2 separate regions of the Sus scrofa genome follow, and region 1 is linked to region 2. A link is a contact called in public HiChIP or PLAC-seq data. All regions are on one chromosome and are shown on one strand. Each heading gives the region's core, a stretch centred on a gene start, on an enhancer-like site or on the middle of the called end of the contact. The rest is flanking DNA. Distances are from core to core; before and after follow the strand shown. Region 1 holds the start of CCNG1 (cyclin G1). Region 2 holds the start of MAT2B (methionine adenosyltransferase 2B).

Region 1 (7,684 bases), core at 4,004-6,503, 85 kb after region 2:
CACGCAGTATATGGAAGTTCCCAGGCTAGGGGTCTAATCGGAGCTGTAGCCACCAGCCTATACCACAGTTTGCTGGATCCTTAACCCACTGAGCAAGGCCAGGGATCGAACCCAAAACCTCATGGTTCCTAGTCAGATTCATTTCCTCTGCACCACGATGGGAACTCCAATAATTCAGTTTAAATTCTTGAATTATAGAAGGGCATTATAGCATGAGAAAAATTTCTTTACATGGAGAATAACTATGAGCCAAATTTACCAATTAAGGGACCATTTCAGGAATTGTTGGAAGGTGAGTTATTCTGTAGTAACTGTGCTTCAGTTGCCGTGCAGTACGCCCAGAAACAATCCATTTCAACTTCTGAACATTTGGTTTGGAACACTTGTTTGATGAATATTCAGTTAAACACTTGGATACAAGCTCTTGCCAGAAAGTCAAATCTCTGCCATTTATCTGTGCATAAATTTAAAACATCTATTAGTTAGAAGTCCTACAGTATTTAATTACAGAAATTGCAACCTTATCAACATGTGTCTTTCCTTGTCAAAAAAATTTGAGAATAAGCCACTGAAGTTTCACATAAACACATGACATCTCATTTACTTCAAGAACAAGTGCTTTAGTTTCTTTTACAGCTGTTACTAGAATTTAGGCTATAACCTTGACATACCTTGGAATGTTTCTGAAGACATTCTGCTCCTTCTGCTAACTCTACACACTTCAGTGCTTGGATCTCCAATGCAATGATAGACAATGCCAACACAGACGGCTAAAACAGAGAAGTTTTAAAGTAAATAAAGTAGATGTTGAATATAAAAATAGATACGTTTAATCTTTATGAAATATTTACCTTTGCTTTAGAAAATATGATCCTGCAGTAGCATGCCTTAAGTTGAGCTTCCAGTCTTTCAAAATTAAGGCTGTTCCTCCTTTAAAAAGAAAATGAGATTAATTTTATGTAGATACTTTTGTATCCAGTCAAATGAAATTTTTAGAAAAATAAGTCAATTTTATAATGAAGCTTATGTACACTTATAGAAAATAAATTATCTGCAGAATTTCCCTTTCTTCAGAGACATTAACTGCTTAAGGATACCATACGTGATTTTTAAGTAATTTGGGCAATAAGTAAATAAAAAGCATCATGCCACAACTACCAAGGTTTCTTTCCTTTTCATTTTAATTACTGTATTTTTGAATCTAAAGTTCCCTTTTCATTAATCTGTTAGATACTTACCTACTAGGTTCTATAAGTTAACTTTAACTAGTCTATAAAGGAAAAATAATTTTTAAAGAAGTTGAAATGTCTTTTAATCTCAAGAATTAGCCTTCACAGACTTCAAGCAGCTACTTTTGACTGAAAGTCTTCTCACTTCTGCTGGAGAATGAAGTGAAATTCAAGGAGCTCAGCTGTCATTTTACTTAATTTGATGGGAATTCTCCCAGGATACTGATTTTTATGTAACACCCAGACAATACCATTCTGATTTTCAAATCTCTTTTGTTAAAAACAAAGATCACATACCTTTCATATGGCAAGCTCTCTTGAAGGAGTGAATAATAGAGTTGTAGAAATTGAAAGGCAGTAGTAGCTTTGACTTTCCAACACACCTTCTCCAACACAATCTTTTCCATTCTCATCAAGTCTGAAACCGTGAATCTATACTGGCTTATTCGGATCAAATCAGTTGCCAGTGGGACATTCCTTTCCTCCTCTAATGATTTTACAGCCAAATAGAAGCAGCTCAGTCCAACACACCCAAGGTGCTTGGGCTGTACCTAAAAAGACAGTAAGTCTACATCTTTACCTTATTTCAGTTAAAAAAAAAAAACGTAAAGGATAATCTAGAACTCAGACCCATCACTTCAAAAATGTATTGCTGAGTTTATTTCTCAGCTGTGACGGATTTAACGTGATCCGCTGGTGCCTCTGAACCACATGTACACATTTGGAACCAATTTTTGAGTAAATGGACTAAGTTTCAATACAATGTTCGGCTTAACTTTTTTTGGTTTGTTTAGAACTATAAGTACTGTATTCTAGTTGGACCAAATTATCTGATCAAAGGCTTATATGAAGACAGCTTATGCACAAAATTTCTTTCCAGAATGTTGCATTTTTTTCAGTCTGTTTTCTTCTGTAGTTACAGTAAAAAATGTTTGTAAATACTTCAGTAGATATTCTTTACTCTGCCTGTAAACCTCTATTCACTACAAATCTTTTTATCATTTTCTGAATGTCTACAATCAAAATTTGTCACTCAAAATTCTATTCACTTTAAGTTCCAGCTCAACTGAAACTTTATTTTCTTAATATTCCTTGTACTGTAGGATAGTACAAACATTATTCCCACTAGGAGTATAATATGCTTAAGGGACAAGTGAATGTCATTCATCTGTGCAACATTTATAGAGTTAAAATGGTAGTGCCTGCACATGGTGTCTAAAGAGATGTTTAATCAGTCTATTGAACAAGTTTCTTGAACCATTTAACTCAACAAACACCAAGTTCTTTCCATATATGATGCATTTTGTTAGGTAGTGAGGACTAAAAAGACGAGTTTCATTTTCACTGTCACATTCTTTCATCCACCAATGACCATGGACACACAGAAGTCAGATGTATTTTTAAACTCTGAAAGCTACACGGATGTCCTGCCTATCCACTATAGGGAAATAAATATATAATATATGGAAACATTAATATATATGCTCATTCAGAAAATTCTACTATATGCAAACTTAAGCTGGAAATGCCAACCATAAGCTGGACTTGAGTAGATTAAGGCTAAAACAATTAGAACTTTACCATATATGAATAGAGATTAAGAAATAAACTTCATTGACTTGGTGGAGAGCATCAACAAAAGAAGTATAATTTTTTTTTAATGGCTGCACACATAGCACATGGAAGCTTCCCAGCCAGGGACTGAATCTGAGTCATGGCTGTGACCTATGCTACAGCTGTGGCAACTAGGGATCCTTAACCCACTGCACCTGGCGGGGGATTGAACCCACACCTCTACAGTGACCTGAGCTGCTGCAGTTAGATTCTTAAATCACTGCACCACAGAAGGAACTCCTTATTCTAATTCTTAACTCACAATCTAGCATTCTGGCTCTAACATATTTCTTTAAAAAACAAGAGTAAAAAGAAAATACACAATCTACCAAAAAGGCTCACAGCCAACTCTCCTACTTGGAAACGCTGTGACAATGCCATGTCCTTAACCCTCTGGGCCACTAGAGAACTCCAGACATTAGAATATTTTCTTTTTCTTTTGTTTTTTTGTCTTTTCTATGGCCGCACCCACGGCATATGTAGATTCCCAGGCTAGGGGTCTAATCGGAGCTGTAGCCACCGGCCTATGCCAGAGCCACAGCCACATCTGTGACCTACACCACAGCTCACGCCAACACCGGATCCTTAACCCCTGAGCAAGGCCAGGGATCCAACCCACAACCTCACGATTCCTAGTCGGATTCGTTAGCCACTGAGCCATGACAGAATTCCAGATATTAGAATATTTTTCAATGTCAGAAGTCTAATAAATGATGCATTACTCTTGATTAAAAGGAAGAATATTTATCAATGCTGTAGTACACATGTTTTGGCTACTTCCTGAAAACAAAAAAGGTCAAGTTTATGAATACTCCCCAAACCTAGCAATACTATCTCCAAAATCACTGAGGAAAACCAGGAAATACTCAGGGTAATGTAGCTTTAAACGTACCTTCATTTTGGACAGGAATCTGTCCAGTAAATTCACAGCTAGAGAAAATGTCTCGGTGTCAAAGCCAAAGAACTGAGTTAAACTAAGAAGATCTTTTACTTCAAAGTCCCTCAGTCTTGCAGTCATCCTAAGGCCATTATCGTGTGCAGACTCAATTAGTCTCAAGCCGCAGACCTTTGGCTGACATCTCGACTCCTGTTCCAACAGGGCATTCAGCTGGTGTAGCAGTTTCTGAGAGTCAGTTGTTGTTGGTACTTCTATCATCTATATATAGAACAAAGCCCAGAAAGGAGTGAAAGAACGGGGCCTTCCTGCCTTGTGTTGTGCTAAGTGCATCCTAACACAAGTCTCCCCTCCCTCAATGCTATTAGTGAATCTAAGTCGAGGCAAAGCGCCATCTGTTATTCCCTCCCTCCCCAACCAGTTGGTCACATCCTAAATTGCGGAGTTCCTAGAGGGCAGTAGCCATGCTTTTTTAAAGGAAAAAAAAAAGCAAATCTTTATGCCCAAAGTTTGAAATTATATAGCAGTAGCTATCCGGCCATTTATGAGCAATGGGAAATTTTTCTTAGTCCTTAGTCCCTGATATGTAAAGAGTATGAGGTTATTACCTACTTCATAGACTTGTGTGGAATAAATGAGATCCCCTAGGTACATATGTACATAGCACACATAGTAGGTGCCTGATAAACACTGGACAATGAAATTGAGCTTATTTCTAGCCGTAAATCTGCCTCGTTGAATGGCTGTGAAGATTAAACATGATTGAACTAGAGTTTAACGTATAGAGCTCGGCACACAGTGCTCAAGAATTGTTAACTTTTATTGGTGCTAGGAAAGAAAGCTTAAAGGGCGTTATGGAAGCACGCAGTGGGGGCAGGAGGCTTTCGCAGCCTGCAAGGGGAGCCTGGGGGGTTCATTAATTTAAGATAGTAAAGAACTTCTACTAGGTCCCAGGCACAGGCTTAAGCCCAGGATACACTGTTGGTTCCTCCCACCAACAACCAATAGACAGGAAGGCAGGGGATCTTTAGGGTTGGGCGACGGAAGTGGTGGGCAGATGTGGAACCACTAACTTCTTGGGTCCACCTCTTTCGCCCCAGGGTTAGTGCCTGGGACAGGGCCGACCTGACACTAAGACGCCTTAGGAGGTCGGATCTGGCCCCGCCCCTCCAGGCACGGACTAGCCTGAACTTGTTACTCTGGAGAGTTAACCGAGGAAAAGGGCGCAGGACTTTCCCCTCACCCCGCGTCTCTAACCCTGCTCCCTGCCCGCACCCCCAGGTTAACCTGGAAATCCCAGCTCACCTTGATCGCGACTGCAGCTCCTCAGCGGTAACCACCCTCCCCGGGCCTGCTCTCACCTCACCCCACGATATTAGATCCGAGAAGCCTACGAGGCGAGGAGAATCGCGGGAAAGAGGGGAGAGGCCCGGGGAGGGGAAACCGTCCTAGGTGGAGGTCTCCGCAGCGCTGCGGAGCCAACACTGCCCTTCGCAGGGTCAGCTCGGAGCCGAAGGGCCCGCGACCGCCCTCCTGAGTAATATATTGGAGGGCGGGGCTTTCTCGCGGCGGTGGGAGGACATCTTCGCCGATGATTGGTGTACTTCTTTTGATGGATGCCTCCAGTGGGCCAAACAGGACAGGTTCATGGGGAATAAGTCCCGCCAATCGGCACACACTACACTTTCCGCTATTATTCTGGAGTCAAGTTCTCCGCCCCTTGAAGCCACACCCCCTACCTCTAAGAGTCTCTCATTGGAGGATTTCCCCAAGTCTCTTCAATGAAGAGGAGGGGCAGTTAAACGCTGCGCGCACAAACCCAGGCCCGGGTAAGGCCTCTGCTGGCAGGCGTTTTGGCTGGAATATTATTCCAGAAGGTACTGGGAGTTTTTGTTCCATTCGGTTCAGTTCAGTGGTTTTGCCTTCTCTTTCTAAAAATATAGTGCCTAGTTAAAAAAAAAAAAAGAAAAGAGAAGAAAAGTGAAGTTCTTGTTTGTCATTACAGATAGAGCGTGGTGGATTTTCTGTGGTATAGTTTATTAAATTTCCAAGTTTCTCCTCATGAACTCTGGAAATCACTTCTTCCTTGCCTTTGCTTTTTGTAAAATTTATCAAACAGCGGAGTTTGGCTGTGTGAATTCTTGGTCTTCGCTCAATTCATGAATTTGATTTTTGAACAAATTAGAAATAGAAAAGTTGGTAATTCTTAAACGGCTTAAAATGAAAGGTCTGTGGTTGGCTCTAAAAAAGAATATGTATACAATAATAATTGTAGTGACTGTGAAGCTCAGCCCACAGAGCTGTGTGTGAAGCAATGCGTTCTTTTTATTTGCTGCCATGAACCTAATCTCTGATTGGGAGCTTCTGCCAGGTTAGTATAAAAATAGTTAGCTTGAAGCCTTCCTGGACTCCTTCCCTTTTACTTTTGTCACAAATGTGAAGGGTGTATATTAAACGAGCCGGAGGATTGGTGAGCCAGTTGGTTATCAGTTGTTATGGACTGTACTATGGTATCTCTGTTCTCATGGCCTCCTCCTGGTGGGTGGCTACCTGGGCTTTGAAATATGAACATCTTGGAGTTCCCTTGGTTGCAGAGTGGGTTAAGGACCTAAGGATCCTGCATTGTCGCTGCTGTAACAAGGGGGTTGGATTCCTGGACCTAGAACTTTGGCATGCGGTGATGAGAGGCAGGGGTCAAAGAAACAAAAAATGAAAATCTTGAAGATTTGCTGTTTGCCCAGCAGAGTGCTGCCCTGAGGCAGTGATGAGACCTGAGCCCCATAATGGGTGCAGAGTCCGGGAAGTGAGGGAAAGGAAGGAGGAAGGGAAAACCAGAGGGAAAAAGTTAATACCTCAGCCATATCACCAGGTCAGTTTGGATGGGGAAAGGGCTTTGGTCATCCTTGAAAATAAACTGACATAATGAATATAAATAGGTAATTTAAAACGTTTAAAAAGGTTTTTGTTTGTTTTGGTTTTTTGGTTTTTTCGGCCAGCCTTTGCCGGCCCTGAAGGTTCCCAGGCAGGGCATGGAAACCTCAGCAGAGCAGCAACCTGAGCCAACCACTACAGTGACACCACCAGATCCTTAACCCATTGCTCGCCATAGCAGGAACTCTTAAAAAGTTCTTTTTCCAATAATGTGTGAGTTTATAAATGTACACATTTCTCCTTTAGTAACAAAGGAAAAAATTTAGTAAAGAAATTAGGAATACACATATATACATATGCATTCTTTCATTATTATTTGTTGAACACATAATATGTGCCAGTGGAGGACAGAATATACTGGTTCCTGTTCTTGTGGAACATGTGGTCTTGTGGACAATATAAATACATAGATTTGGGGATAAAACTGACTTATTTTCAAATTACAGGTATGTGACTTTTTAATCACATTGCAAGTTTTTAATCACATTGAGTTTCCATTTTCTTTTCTTAATAATAGGAAGTAAAAGCACCTTACTCATAGGGCTATTGAGAGGATTAAATAATGCAAAATACATAAGGAGGTAGGCATTGTGCCCAGAGCACAGTCTAAGTGGTAGCCTTTATTTTAAATTACTAACATTTCTTTTGAAATGCCTTGCTTAAACGTACATTTGATTCTGTTTTATCGACTGTAAGACTTAGTCTTCTGTTCTCAGCCTAGAATGAGAGTATTAGAATTGTTTATTTAATGCTAATAAAAGTATCTAATTTGCATATATTAATTTCTATGTCTTATTTATACTTAAAAGTTTCACATGCAGCTTTAGGTATTATATCATTGTTTATGTAATAAAAATATTTTCTCATATTAGGATCTTATAATTACTTTTTATTAAAATCTGAAATTCCTTGTATAAAAAATTATTTCGATAGTATTGAAGAAACATTGATTAAATATAAGTCAAGTCAAATGGATTTTTTTTTTTACATTTTCTCCTTTCCCTCATCTCCACTG
Region 2 (7,842 bases), core at 1,434-3,933:
ATGAGGCTAAGTGTTTGATCCCTGGCCTTGCTCAGTGGGTTTAGGATCTGGCCTTGCCAGTGAGCTGTGGTGTAGGTCAGATCCCACGTGGCTGGGCTGTGGCTGTAGTGTAGGCCGGCAACATAGCTCCGATTTGACCCCTAGCCTGGGAAACTCCCTCCACATGCCGCAAATAGAGCCCTAAAAAGATTTAAAAAAAAAAAAAAAAAACTTGAGTTCCCGTCGTGGCTCAGTGGTTAACGAATCCCACTAGGAACCATGAGGTTTCGGGTTTGATCCCTAGCCTTGTTCGGTGGGTTAAGGATCCAGCATTGCCGTGAGCTGTGGTGTAGGCCGAAGACAGGGCTCAGATCCTGCACTGCTGTGGCTCTAGCGTACACCAGTGGCTACAGCTCCGATTAGACCCCTAGCCTGGGAACCTCCATGTGCCGCAGCAGCGGTCCTAGAAAAGACAAAAAAAAAACCAAAAAAGGCCCCCCACCCCAAAAAAAACCCTTGAAAAACCAAATATATATAAATAGAGAGCTGTAGCTCTTATGCTACGAAGTCATACACATAATGGGAGACGTGTACACGGAATAATACCAAATTGTAAACTTAATAGGAGATAAATGGTTCTTTCAAGATGGTTCAACAAGTCCTCTGGGACAGTGACTTCTACTTTAGCACATGTGGGTTAACTTCTACTAAAAGTATCCCAAAGGAGTTCCCATTGTGGCGACTAGTATTCATGAGGAAGTGAGCCTCACTCAGTGAGTTAAGGATCCAGCTTTGCTGTTAGCTGTGGTGTAGGTTGCAGACATGGCTTGGATCTGGGCATTGCTGTGGCTGTGGCACAGGCCAGCAGCTGTAGCTCAGAGTCAAACCTGAGCCTGGGAACTTCCAAATGTGCTGGTGTCACCCTAAAAAGACAAAAAAAAAGGGGGGGTTCCTGTCGTGGCTCAGTGGTTAAGGAATCTGACTAGGAACCATGAGGTTGCAGGTTCCATCCCTGGCCTTGCTCGGTGGGTTAAGGATCCAGCGTTGCCGTGAGCTGTGGTGTAGGTTAGAGACCAGGCCCAGATCCCGAGTTGCTGTGGCTCCAGCTCCTATTCGACCCCTAGCCTGGGAACCTCTATATGCCACCGGAGCGGCCCAAGAAATGGCAAAAAGACAAAAAAAAAAAAAGTCCTAGAAAAGGTCAAGAGTGAAACTTCACTAATTATCTAAAGAGGAAATCTTAAATTTTAGTTGCAAACACAATTATACTTGGCTATTTTTAGAAGCTCTTAAATGTGGCAAAGTTTCACATTGATTTCTTTCTCACAACCCTCCCCCTTGAGAAAGATCTTTGAATAAATACTCCTGGACTTTAAGAAACTTTTTAAGATACCTAGGTGACACCAGTCTAACATCCACTGTCACCCTTCTGTACCCTACAAATAGTATTATTACCAGTAACCACTACATCTCATTCTCTAACATAAACTTCGTCTTCATTCTCACGAGTGAGGTTCAATTTTATAGGTTTTGAGAGCAGCAAAAATACATCAAGTTTTGGCTACAATTTTAACGAAGGAAAATCCATTTTCACTGGTCTACTGAACCCCTACTGTGAGAACTTATCAAGCTTTACATACACACATATACATTCATATGCGAGAATGCACATAAACGATATGTAATGTTACTACTCAGCATTGCTTGGGATACACAGAAACAATATCGAGGTTTAAAATAGGCTATCTACCCTAACTCTACCCCCTAAGTCCCAAAGTGATTTGAAAACACTAAATATGCTACATTCCGGAAGCGTAAAAATTTTGCATTATCAGAGATAGCCTTCACCTGAACCTTCTAAGACATATCGATCTGGGCATTAATAATCTCTTTATTCCCAGAGCTAGATATATTCTGTGAACTGGTGTATGCTGGGGGGCGTGGAATGAAACGGTAGAGAAGGGGGCTCTCCAAACACAGTTAACAGCTTTCGTTTATGCAACCTCCGCAATGGTTCAAAGCTTGGGAAACAGACCTGTATTTGAATTCCGGATGCAACCGTACTAAATGCACTTGGGCCAAGTACTCGCCCTCTAAGCCCCAAGTTTTCCTACCTGTAAAATGGAGCAAAACTAGAAACTCACAGTTATAAGGATTAAAGTAAATAATGTACGTAAAGTGCATAATATAGTTGTATGTTTTTAAACTAAGAACTCACTCTTCATCTCCAATCCTGTTCCTATTTCTGAAAGGCCACCCGGCCCCTTTTCAGAGATAGGAATTAAAATCGGAGAATAAAAACAAAAAAGATTAAAAAAAAAAAATCAAAACCGAAACATCTCCGAAAACCCCTCTTCGTTCCTGGGAGGGGAGACAGGAAACTTGAAAATGAAATTCAACTTATCCTGTCGCAGCTGCTAAGAAAAGACACAGAAACCGAGATAAACAAACTCGGCGGCGCCGCCCCAGCCTCCCGGGGCCTCAGCTCCGACTGAATGCGTCTGGAAAAGTACTCCAGCCCCACCACCAGATTCGTCCCCCTCCGCTCACTCGGTTCCCACGAGACGTCCCCCCCCCCCACCCCGCCTCCAGACCCGGGGCCGATTCCCTCACCTCCACTAACTGGCAGTTCCCGGGAACAAAGTGGATAGAGAGCTCCTTCTCCCGCCCCACCATGCCCGCCGTCTTGGCGACGCCGCCGCAGCGTCCGCCACTTCCTCCAGCCCAAGAACGCCGTAAGCCGCAGCTCCAACGCCCTAGGCCCGCCTCCCCTGGTCCGGGCCGGCCCCCTCCCACCGCTTCCGGCTTCCGCCGCCAAGACCGACACTCTTGATTGGCCACGCTCCACCGACGCCCCAAAAAGGGGGCGGGCGCGCTCAGGACGCTCCCAGCCCACGCGCCGACTCTTAAAGGGCTACCTGAAACAAAGGCCTCAGCTTTAAACCGGGACTCTTGAGTTTTGTTTGCGGGCTGGGAGGAGGAACTGGGGATGTTTATTTAGTTTTCCCTTTTCGACTAGGTAAGAATTGAATTGGATCGCCTGGACTTCCAAGTTTGTAGACTGTGCGCAGTGCATAAGGATTAACTGGGCACGTAAAACATAAAGTGGAACAAAACATTTTAAAGATATGGTAGGAGGGATGAGGCAAGGGAAGAGGAAGCACAATTGGACATGTATCCCTAGAGCAATGAGGGATCTTTGTTTTTGAGAGAGAGATTTTATAAAGAGAGGAGTAAAAATAAATGTGTTGACATCTGAGTCATCAGCCTCTGAAGAACCCATTTGTCTTTCTGGGATGCACAAAGGTAGTACGTGTGAAATTCCAAAAATGGCAAACTATTTTTAACTAGTTAAAAATAAAAAGGTGTGGGAGTCTGGGGGTGAATTGTTTGGGTGCCACTTTAAAACGTACGTTCTCGTACTTTACCAATAACTTCAGTATGAGCTGTGGAACTAGAGCCTGGGGCTCCACATTTTAGGGGATATAACTGGAGTCAAGACCACCCTTTGAGAAGCACCGCCTTACAGGCTGCAGCATTTGGCTACACAGCGGCGCCTCTGCTACCTCGGAAAATGAAAGGAACCAAAGGGGAAAAAGACCAACGGATCTTCTACCACCTGTATCACCCTTTTTTTTTTTTTTTAAAGTAACAAATTAAAACAGCCCTAAGCATTGAAGCTGACCTAGCACGCAACCGTATTTTCTTTCAGTTTAAAACCAAAACGTCCCATGCCAGCCGGGATGCCGGTGAAATTTACTCAGAAAAAATCCGAGCATGGACCGTGTAGGGTTCACCAGCTTTCCACTGAACAGTCTGAGTGTTTTTGTCCAGACACACAGAAGACAGAGACTCTAATAAAAGTCGCCCAGAAATGTTGATTACTGCTTGGATTCTTCTAAAACGACGTTAATTGCATAAAAGCTTTTTTTGGTTTCATCTTCCAGCTGAACACTAGGCAAGCAGCCTTTAAAAAAAGTTTTTCCACGTCTCAGTCCCGTGACTTTCTTTCCTACCCAACCCCCACAAGAACTCATTTCCTTATTTGTGTAAGCATCAGGTTTCTTTGGAACAATAGCAGGAGAGCCTGAGGCCCCCCCAACACTTTACAATTTTTGTTTCAATCCCGGCTATAAATCAATTAGCACTGTTAAGAGTCCTAGAGAGGACTGCCCCAACAGTAACCGCGCATAATCTGCAACAAAGAAAAGGTGTCGGTGGTACTGGGGGGAGGGATTCAAGATTCTCCCGATCCTCCTCTCTTTAAAAACTGAGGATTTTTTGTAAAGTTTACAGTGATGCGTTATAATCTCTACAAAAGAAAAAAAAATTGATTGTTCAACGTGAAGACGATTTAAGGATATGCATATGCAATTAGCATTTTGATTCTCAGAGCAGACTTATCTAGAGGAATAAAGGAATTTACTTGCCTAAATTTGAGAATCTGATATGATACTCGCCAGGGGAACCTTGGGTATGATCCCTAGGGGCATATGCTCGTATATGGGTTTTAATCATTCTTTATAAAAATGGAAATTTCAGTGTAAATAAAAACGCTATTATTATACAGACAATATCCAAGTTCACTTAGTGGCTAAAACTATAAATTTAAAAAGAGTAATCTGGAGATAAAGTTTAGGTTAGCAGATTCAATCCATGCCAAAACAAAGAAAGATAAAATCGTTATTTATATATAACTTTCACCTACAGCATTGCATTAATCTGGTAAATGAAACTACTGTTGTTTGGGATTTTTTTTTTTTTTTAATGGAGACTTAGCTGAACTCTCCATACAGGGTTAATAATTAGCTACTTCATTCTTCCAAGTCAAGTCCCAAAGTGATGTTTTAAAGAAAGGAATGACACTCATTTCTGTTTTTTCACACACCCTTTCGGTTTTTATCATTTGTTCATTGGGGTGCTTTTAAGGAAACTCTAACTCCAGAATGCTTCTTTTCTTGAATAGCTAGCTCTTACCTGTTCCATATTCTCCGGCATTTCAGGCATGATTCCAAAATTATCTCAGGAAAAAAGATTTGAGATGGGTCTCTGCCTCTGCCTTCTCGAGCTGGGTCTTTGTTCTTCTGCTTGCTGAGAGCTCAGGCACACGAAAACGTGAGCCACAGCTTCATTCGACCTTTGAAATTAGCATTTTGAGTCCGATCCCAGAATCTCGTGCAGTTTTCCACATTGCAGTAAACTGGCAGCTGATTCCCCGTGGCAGTCTTGAAAATACCCAATGAGAAGTTTCATGTTTTATTGCCAGCCAAGTGAGAGCCCATTATCAAAACCATTAGGAGAACCAACTTTTTTTTTTTCTTTTAAGGAATAAAGATACAACAAGTCTGTGAAGACTTGTTGCAGTTTTCTTTTGCAAAAAAAAGCAAGAGCCTGTCTTTGGAAAGCACCCCAGACAATGCAACTGATTCCTGTTGTGAAATATTTTATTGAGTTATGGTTTATTACAACAGAATCCTCTTGGTAAAGGTCTCCAGTGCTTTCCCCCCAGGGCTTTCTAATTAACTATTTGAAAGGATGGTAAAAACACACTGGTAGTAACAGCACCAAAAATTAAATCTTGATAGGTTTTTTCCATTAACAGTGCCCTGCCCTCTGTTTGAGGAAATGATAAATGGAGTAGCCTCAAGTTTGGCAGAGCATTAAGGACTACTAGACCAATGAGCTGCCCGGAGCTGCCAGCACAGCAGGAAAAAAATCGCTCTGTAGGAATGGAACCTAGCAATCCTACTGTTAACGATTTAAAATGTGATGAATATGCTCAGTTAAATTTTGAACCACTGCATTGACGCTCTGTAACAATTTAAGAACAACCACCAAAAAATTGCCATTCAAATAGAGCGTAAAAAAAATCAGTTAACTTTTTATATTTTACCCAGTTCAAGTACAGAGCACGTAGTTGAACTATGACACGTGCAGAGGGTCTGTCAGTGATTAAGAAAATACAGTTTTTTTAAATCTGATAAATTAAAATTCATTAGAAGTTGCCATGAGGCTCAGCAGGTTAAGTATCTGGTGTCACCGCAGTGGCTCGGATTCAGTCCCTAGCTCAGGAATTTCCACATGCCACAGGTGCAGCCCCCCAAAAAAATATATAACATATATATGTTATATATACATACACATAATTGATCAAAATTTAAATATCTGATCATCAGAAGACAGTATTGAAGAAATAAAACAGACTGGGAAAAATAATCTTGATATATATATATATATATATATATATATATATATATATATCTGAAAAGGACTTATATTCAGAATACGTAAGAACTCTTAAAACTCAAGAGTTTTCAGAGTTCCCGTTGTGGCGCAGTGGTTAATGAATCCGACTAGGAACCATGAGGTTTCAGGTTTGGTCCCTGCCCTTGCTTAGTGGGCTAAGGATCTGGTGTTGCCATGAGCTGTGGTGTAAGTCGCAGACACACCTCAGATCCCATGTTGCTGTGGCTCTGGTATAGACCAGTGGCTACAGCTCCAATTCGACCCCTAGCCTGAGTGGCCCAAGAAATGGCAAAAAGACAAAAAAAAAAAAAAATCGTTTTCTTTTTTTTAATTTGTGTTTTTTCTTTTTAGGACCTCAAGTGTGGCATATGGAAGTTCCCAGGCCTATGCCACAGCCACAGCAATGCCAGATCCAAGCCACATCTGTGACATACGCCACAGTTTGCGGCAAGTCTGATCCTTAATTCACTGAGCAAGGCCAAGGATTGAACCACATCCTCATGGATACTAGTCAAGTTCTTAACCCCTGAGCCACAACAAGATCTCCTCAGTAGTTTTTTAAAAATCGTTTTTGGTGAACTTTATGTAAACATGAGTATGTCATTTTGATGTATGAGCCTTTGTCTAGAAAAAAATATGAGACTGTGCTTTCAACTTCTAATTGGCAGAACAGTTCTTAGAGCTTTATGAGGGTCTGTCACCCAGATTATAATTCTCAGTGTGGCTCAAATAAAACTCCCCCTTTTTTTCTTTCTTTTCTTTTTTTTTTCTTTTTAAGGGCTGTACCCACAGTATAGGGATATTCCCAGGCTAGAGGTGGAATCAGAGCTGTAGCCACCAGCCTACACCACAGCCACAGCTATGCAGGACCCAAGCCCAGTCTGCAACCTGCGCCACAGCTCACAGCAACGCCAACACCGGATCCTTAACCCACCAAGTGAGGCAGGGAGCAAAGCTGCATCTTCATGGATGCTAGTCAGATTTGTTTCTGCAGAGCCACCATGGGAACTCCTCCAATTTTTTTCTTCACTTAATTGTTAATTTAATTTTTGTTTAAAAATGAATCTCAAATCATTATACTCAGTTGAAGAAGCAAGACACCAAACAATATGATTTCATTTATGTGAAATTTTAAAACAGGGGAAACTAATCTATGGTCAAAGACATCTTGACTTCAGGAAAGGTAGGGATTGACTGTTGTGGCCATAAATGTAGTTTAAGAGGTAATGGAGAGGAGTTCCCATCATGGCACAGTGGTTAACGAATCCGACCAGGAACCATGAGGTTGCAGGTTCCATCCCTGGCCTTGCTCAGTGGGTTGAGGATCTGGCGTTGCCATGAGCTGTGGTGTAGGTTGCAGACGCGGCTTGGATCCCGAGTTCTGTGGCTCTGGCATAGGCTGGTGGCTACAGCTCCGATTCGACCCCCAGCCTGGGAACCTCCATATGAAAAAACTGGGAGAAAATATATGTAATGCATAAGAGATGAAAAACTAATTGCTGGTGTTCCTGTCATTGTGCAGTGGTTAATGAATCTGACTAGGAACCATGAGGTTGCGGGTTCGATCCCTGGCCTTGCTCAGTGGGTCAAGTATCCAGCGTTGCCATGAGCTGTGGT

What was found. HiChIP or PLAC-seq counts read pairs in DNA pulled down with a chosen protein or histone mark.
Region 1: a contact with region 2 is called in an H3K27ac HiChIP or PLAC-seq map of alveolar macrophages. The contact joins the promoter of CCNG1 here to the promoter of MAT2B in region 2. A contact is called at or near these places in 1 of 5 promoter capture datasets (liver), 7 of 47 Hi-C or Micro-C datasets (fetal heart ventricle, fibroblasts, heart right ventricle and 3 more) and 2 of 2 datasets of contacts at active chromatin or transcription factors (alveolar macrophages and skeletal muscle).

What each region holds. Positions count from the first base shown.
Region 1 is chr16:60,351,484-60,359,167 of Sscrofa11.1, forward strand. It overlaps CCNG1 (cyclin G1), which reads right to left and starts at 5,254. Exons shown (of 7, transcript NM_001031781.2): 1 at 5,044-5,254; 2 at 3,736-3,999; 3 at 1,527-1,780; 4 at 852-930; 5 at 672-770; 6 at 260-454. The coding sequence starts at 3,999. The coding sequence ends at 263.
Region 2 is chr16:60,268,960-60,276,801 of Sscrofa11.1, forward strand. MAT2B (methionine adenosyltransferase 2B) reads right to left here and starts at 2,684. Exons shown (of 7, transcript NM_001142832.1): 1 at 2,593-2,684. The coding sequence starts at 2,655.